Regions from separate parts of the Bombyx mori genome. Here region 2 is linked to region 1. The links are chromatin contacts, called in public Hi-C maps. All regions are on one chromosome and are shown on one strand. The core of a region is the stretch at or near the end of the contact, and the rest is flanking DNA. Distances in the headings are between cores, read along the strand shown.

Evidence for each region. A called contact is a pair of places that touch in the nucleus more often than the background predicts.
Region 2: a Hi-C map of whole pupa shows a contact between it and region 1, with 4 times the contacts expected there. The contact joins the promoter of LOC101743528 here to the enhancer-like site in region 1. A contact is called at or near these places in 2 of 7 Hi-C or Micro-C datasets (both in whole pupa).

What each region holds. Positions count from the first base shown.
Region 1 is chr25:3,706,582-3,709,634 of ASM3026992v2, reverse strand. All of the region lies in intron 2 of LOC101743528 (dynein regulatory complex subunit 7), which reads left to right. Among protein-coding and RNA genes, the nearest start is that of LOC101743302, 57 kb to the left of the region's middle. Within about 2 kb of position 1,629, at least 8 of the 8 cell types and tissues checked have open chromatin away from gene starts, as enhancers often do.
Region 2 is chr25:3,777,902-3,780,697 of ASM3026992v2, reverse strand. LOC101743528 (dynein regulatory complex subunit 7) reads left to right here and starts at 1,256. Exons shown (of 14, transcript XM_038020260.2): 1 at 1,256-1,860. The coding sequence starts at 1,435. LOC692863 (calcium-binding protein p22) reads right to left here and starts at 581. Exons shown (of 5, transcript NM_001046708.1): 1 at 270-581; 2 at 1-93. The coding sequence starts at 336.

The DNA of each region.
Region 1 (3,053 bases), core at 380-2,879:
TGGCCAGAGAGGGGTATTCTTCTCGACAGCAGAACGCTCGTAGACCGGCTACGAAAAAAAAACTGTCGACTTAAGTGAAAGCTCATTCCAGACAAAACTTTCTAAACTCAATATGATGTAATTTCAAAGCCACTCGGGCATTTCAAAACGACTGCAGATCATGCATAAGCTGTTTCAAAATCGCGGACGTTCTGCAGTGACTGCGTCCGCAGCTGCGCAATGTTTTTATGCTCCCAGCCCAGTGCAGATGGGCCACACCGCTGACACTGTGGCATACGCGGAAGCGGGCGGTGACCTCGCCAAACTCGTTTGTCTTATTTGGCACGATGTGAAAGATATTAAAGAACCCGTCGTGTTAATATCCGCTTATTCTAGTCTTCTGTGTAATTAATATCAATGAGGATAACTTGTAATTAGGTGATTTATTAGATCGTGTAATAAAAATCACATCCGCAAAATTATAATTTTCGTAATTACTGGTGGTAGGACCTCTTGTGAGTCCGCACGGGTAGGTACCACCAGGCAGGGGCCTATTTCTGCCGTGAAGCAGTAATGCGTTTTATGGCGCATTTACGTTGTAGATGTCTATGGGCTCCGGTAACCACTTAACACAAGGTGGGCTGTGAGCTCGTCTACCCATCTAAGCAATAAAACAAAAGGTGAATGTAAACGTGACTTAGTAAATTTTGGCCAAGCATAATTAACTCTTTAAAGGCTACCGGGTATAAGAGAGCTGTCCTGGAAAATGTGAATTGTTTGGAAGTATGATTGAAAAATCCTTGTTAGGATTGTAGAAATTAAAAGCAGCTTACTATCGCTCAAGCCATACCAAGGTCACAGTTAAGACACGACTTACCGCATAGATTTTGTGGCCTAGGCTATGATACGAGAACCATAAAAAAGTCTAATTAATTCAGATAATAATACAAAATATAAACACACTTACTGATGTGATTCATACTGCACGCAATGTATGCTGTACATAAAAATTACATTCTCTTGTTACGGCTTCGCTTAACATTGCAGTTTCACTACGATGGTCCTTGACAGGTGAGGTTGTTTAACTTGATTTTAAACATAAATTTCTGAAGAGCTACGAGTAGAATATTGAAATTTGAATATGGGACAGAATTGGAAAATATTACAAGAAAATTCAAAGGGGTGAATTCTTATACTTTTTATATAGTGTGTATAATCTATACATATAAAAATGAATTGCTGTTCGTTAGTCTCGCTAAAACTCTGGAAGGGCTGGACCGATTTGGCTAATTTTGGTCTTGAATTATTTCTAGAAGTCCAGAGAAGGTTTAAAAGCTAAATAAAAATATGAAAATGCTCGGAATTAAATAAAAATAACAATTTTGGTTCCTTTTGATATGTTTTCCGTCGGACGGATTCCTTTTGTTTGTTTTAAGTTTATTTTATACAAAAGTCTTTTATATTTATCAATTGAGGCAATACGATGTCTGCCGGGTCAGCTAGTTATTGATATAAGTTAGGTACTGTGTTGTACTGTATCCTTATTGTGTTGTGATTATGTTGTTTTTTTTCGTACCCCGCTATCGCTCGTGTACCCTGTGTCTGATCTGACGGCGCGGACGCACGTAACTGCATCGCGGTGACAGGGCACCGCGCATTATCGCGTCTCGGTCACGGGCTGACTCATCCGCTCAGCCGTCATCGTCTACCGACTGTTGCTAACGACCACGCGAACGGAATACAAAAATATCGAATATTTAGCTTATGAAATTACTTTGAACGGGATTATGGGTATTTTGCGTCGCAACTTTACGATTTAATCCTATGCAAGACGTTCTAGATATCAGCTAAGTAACACATGGTATTTTTTTTTAGTCAGGACTAATTAGCCAGACATCACTGACCGAACAACACTAAAAGCTTTCTTTGATTACAATGAAAATAATTTAAACGCCCAGTCCCTGTCCAAGCTGAACTCGAATAAGCCAAAGGGGATAAGATGGCGTGGTTTTAAGTACTACCGTGAGTAATCAAAGAGCTAAACTCTGCTATGCTATACTGTATTGAACCATATCGATTTTTTAATATGAGTGAAGAAACTATTAAAAATATACACGTCTTGCTTTGTGTAATAGCGATGACTATGCGAACTGTATGTGTTCCTTAGCAGTGCACTGATAAATCGATCATCTATCTCGCTCGCACCTCATTATGTCTTTCTGATAGGAAAAAATATAAGAACACAGTACGAGATAGTTAGCTGTTAGTCACATCAATCAGAGCGCAGCATAGCTTAGGCTTAGTCAAGACGGTCACAGGGTCCTTGTGATGTTCGCGGAGAATCCTAAGTGATAGGCCGATATCCTTCAGAGGTGGCAACGCCTATAGCATACATTCATTTTTTAATCTCATCTAGACATTTTACTTGACACCCTAGTTCCCACAACTTCTATATTGAGTAGTTTTTTTGAGTTTCTGTGATAAAGGGCAGATAGCGTTTAAAGAGTTTCAGGATTCAATTCTGGTTTTGAGATTAGCGTTTCATTTCTCTTCAAGATGGTTGGTTTGCCAGTTTACCAGTCGCCAGTTCTTCGGCCTTGCCTGGGAGGCCCACATTCGCGTCTTCCTCGAGGATTTCAGTCTAGGACTTGTAGTGGAGGAGTGTCTCGATGCAAGTTGGTACGAGTGGGTAATAACGTTAACAATATCCAGCGTACTTTTCCCGCGAAGCCGTTGTGTCAACGTAATAAATCAATAATTGGGGCGTCAGTCTTATGTATCAGGGTGGGTAGCGTTGTAAAATAAAATATGGCTATCAGTAAATGCTTAAGATCAGGTTGGCCATGAGTTCATCTGCTCAATTTAGCTTGCTTGATTGATACCTACTTATTATCAATATTATTTTTCAATATCACCTAAAAATAATAATTTATTGTTGTATAAGCAATGTATATTGAAGTGGACACCAATGAGCAATGCACTAATAATAAAATATGAGGGTACATAAATGTTTTTTACAAAGAAAAAACGAAACATTAACATAGTGAAAGTTATCAAAAGGGAAACTTTCGGTC
Region 2 (2,796 bases), core at 7-2,506, 71 kb before region 1:
TTCTCAGGAAGTCCTCACGAGATAATGTTCCGCAGTCATTTTTGTCTAGTGATGTGAATCGGGAATAAAGGCGTTCTATTTGATTAGGTGTGACTGAAAATGTTAAACATTGATTAGGTACAGAATGGTGTTTCAATCAGTTTCAGTGCATTTTAAATGTTACTGATGTTTAGTAATTTCATTAAAGTATGCATGGACATATCACTTGATGACTACATCATAAATAATTACAATAACAAACAATTGATTTAATAAGGAAAATAACTTACACCCGGTTTCTTCCTGTATTTGTGCAATTTCCTCCTCTCTCAACAACAAAGACGACTTATTTCCCATCTTTCTGTGAAATCACTACTAACCTTTGTGCCAAGACCTTTGATAAGGGAGCCCTGATAGCACTTAATTATTAATTAACCGCAGAATTTATTTAATAATTTACATTGGTTATGTGTGATAGTTATGTTTTTCAAAATTTTTATAACATGAAATGTATATAACTATTCCATTTGAAATAACAGTGAAAAAATTAAATTTCCTAATTTGATTTGAAGTATTTTGCCAATCAACTGATGAGAAAATTGTAGGTCTATGGAAAATTGAGAAATGTTCACGATCAGACTGTCACTGACATTTTACTTTTTGACATTTGAGAGTGACAGTAATTGTGACATGTATGCAGACTTGAATAGTGTTGCTAATGATTTTTTCGATTCTGGCTCTAGAAAAAATTCCGACCTCAAACCTGTATGTTAAATTATGAATTTGGCAGACAATGCTTTAATTACACCAGATAGGATAAGATTTAGGCGTGTACGAAATTTTACACATACTAAAATGGTTATTGTGAAAAGGCTTTTGGAGGGCCGCACGGGTATAAGCACTAAATAATTCCAGCTTAAAGCGATAAGGCAGCTGAAGATCTGAATTAAAAAAATTGAAAGGTAGTGTTTTTTGCTATGTTTTTGCTAGAATTGGATTTAAATATGATATTATTTTACATGTAAACTTGTCAATTTACTAAATTCACATAACCTTGCGCATTGCACGAGCGGTTGTCATGGTCTTTTTAGCTAGAATTTTATACTGTTTATGTACATTTTATACTGTCGTGTCAAATTTTTATTTCCCCCAACCTATGTATCGTATTATAATTTAACGTTTAACATAGTTTTGGCTTTTGTGGTCGTTTTATCCTCAGAAGTTCCAAGCCATCCTAATCGATGGCAATAGTTTTTAGCTTGCAACACAAACGTACCCTAACGTTTTGATATTGCTATGAAATTTTGAAATTACTAAGGGAAATAGAATGTTACACTGAAAACAGCTGTATTCAGGAAAGTTACGTGGTTGCGTAGGTAACTGAAATTTGAGTATTCTAGTCATGTTTATGTTAAATGAATCCAATTAATAGAAGTTGTAGCTTAATCATCTACAATGAGTGTTCCAAAACTACAATCAGAAACGTTTGGGACAGAAAGGAAATCGGAATTGGAGCCTCTGGACCCTTTATTGGAGGTAAATGAAAATGTAGCGAGTGAGATATTAGATGAACCAGATAAAGAAGAAGAATTCGATGAAATATCTCCTAAAGTGTTTAGTTTGAAAGATGTGAATGAACCTTTAACATTAGAAACGTTGAACAACACCATCTATGAGCTCGGTGTGATAAACTTATGCTGGCCGGATATAGTCGAACCAGTGTTCGAGACGAGAACTAAATTTCCAGAAAGCTACTACACGAACAGTCCAAAAGAACGCTTACTACTTGCTTATGCGGAATGTTTTAGGCGACAGTTCTTATTTCATTTTAAACCTCGGAAACCTTTGTTGCTACAAGCGCCAAACGAATGTGGATTACAGGTAATCTCTATTAACAATAGATGTCGCTAGATGTAACTTTGACCAAATGCACTTACGAACATGGGATAACGAGTTTAAAATACTATTACATACTAGTAATTTTTTATACACAAATACTTCGATTTGCTTTGGTTTACGCATAGACATTTTAACCTTACGATTTAATATCGCGTTTATTATTTTCGGAAGCTTCAGCGTAACCGCGAAAGCTTTTTTTTTAAATTGTATTTCCTACCTAAGCTGATGGTCTTGAGAAATCATATCAGCGTCATCGGGAGGTGAGCTCACGGGGCTAAAACCCTACGTTGTTACTAACACGAACCCTAGCAAGAGCCGCGCTTCGCAGAATCTACCACCCGATCGGAAACGCGACCCAGTGAGAAGATCCGGCGTGAAACTCAGTGGGCTGTGTCTGTGGGTTAATTTACTCGCCGAGCCTTTCGTGCAAGCGACGGGTTCGACAAGAACAATGACCGGTGCTTGGGGTACCTAAAAGCACCGTTAGTGGATCGGGACCACGAAAGCTGTGAAGTATTCGATTTTAATTCAAATAACCTGCTTCATACTAAACAATTCGGGTTTACCAGGGGTCGCTCTACAACTGATGCAGGTGCTTATCTAGTCAAAAATATTTTTAAATCTTGGGAGGAATCGCATGATTGTCTTGGAATTTTCTGTGACTTGTCCAAAGCATTTGACTGTGTTGAACATGAAACATTGGTGAGGAAACTACATCACTATGGTATTAGGGATGGTGCATTGGAACTTATTACTTCCTATTTATCAGGACGGATACAAACAGTAGATGTGAAAGGTAATAGATCTTCAGGCACCTTGTTGAAAATGGGTGTACCTCAGGGTTCCATTTTGGGTCCTTTTTTATTTCTAATATATATAAACGATTTACCTAGTTTTATTGAGTCCCGACACGAGGTC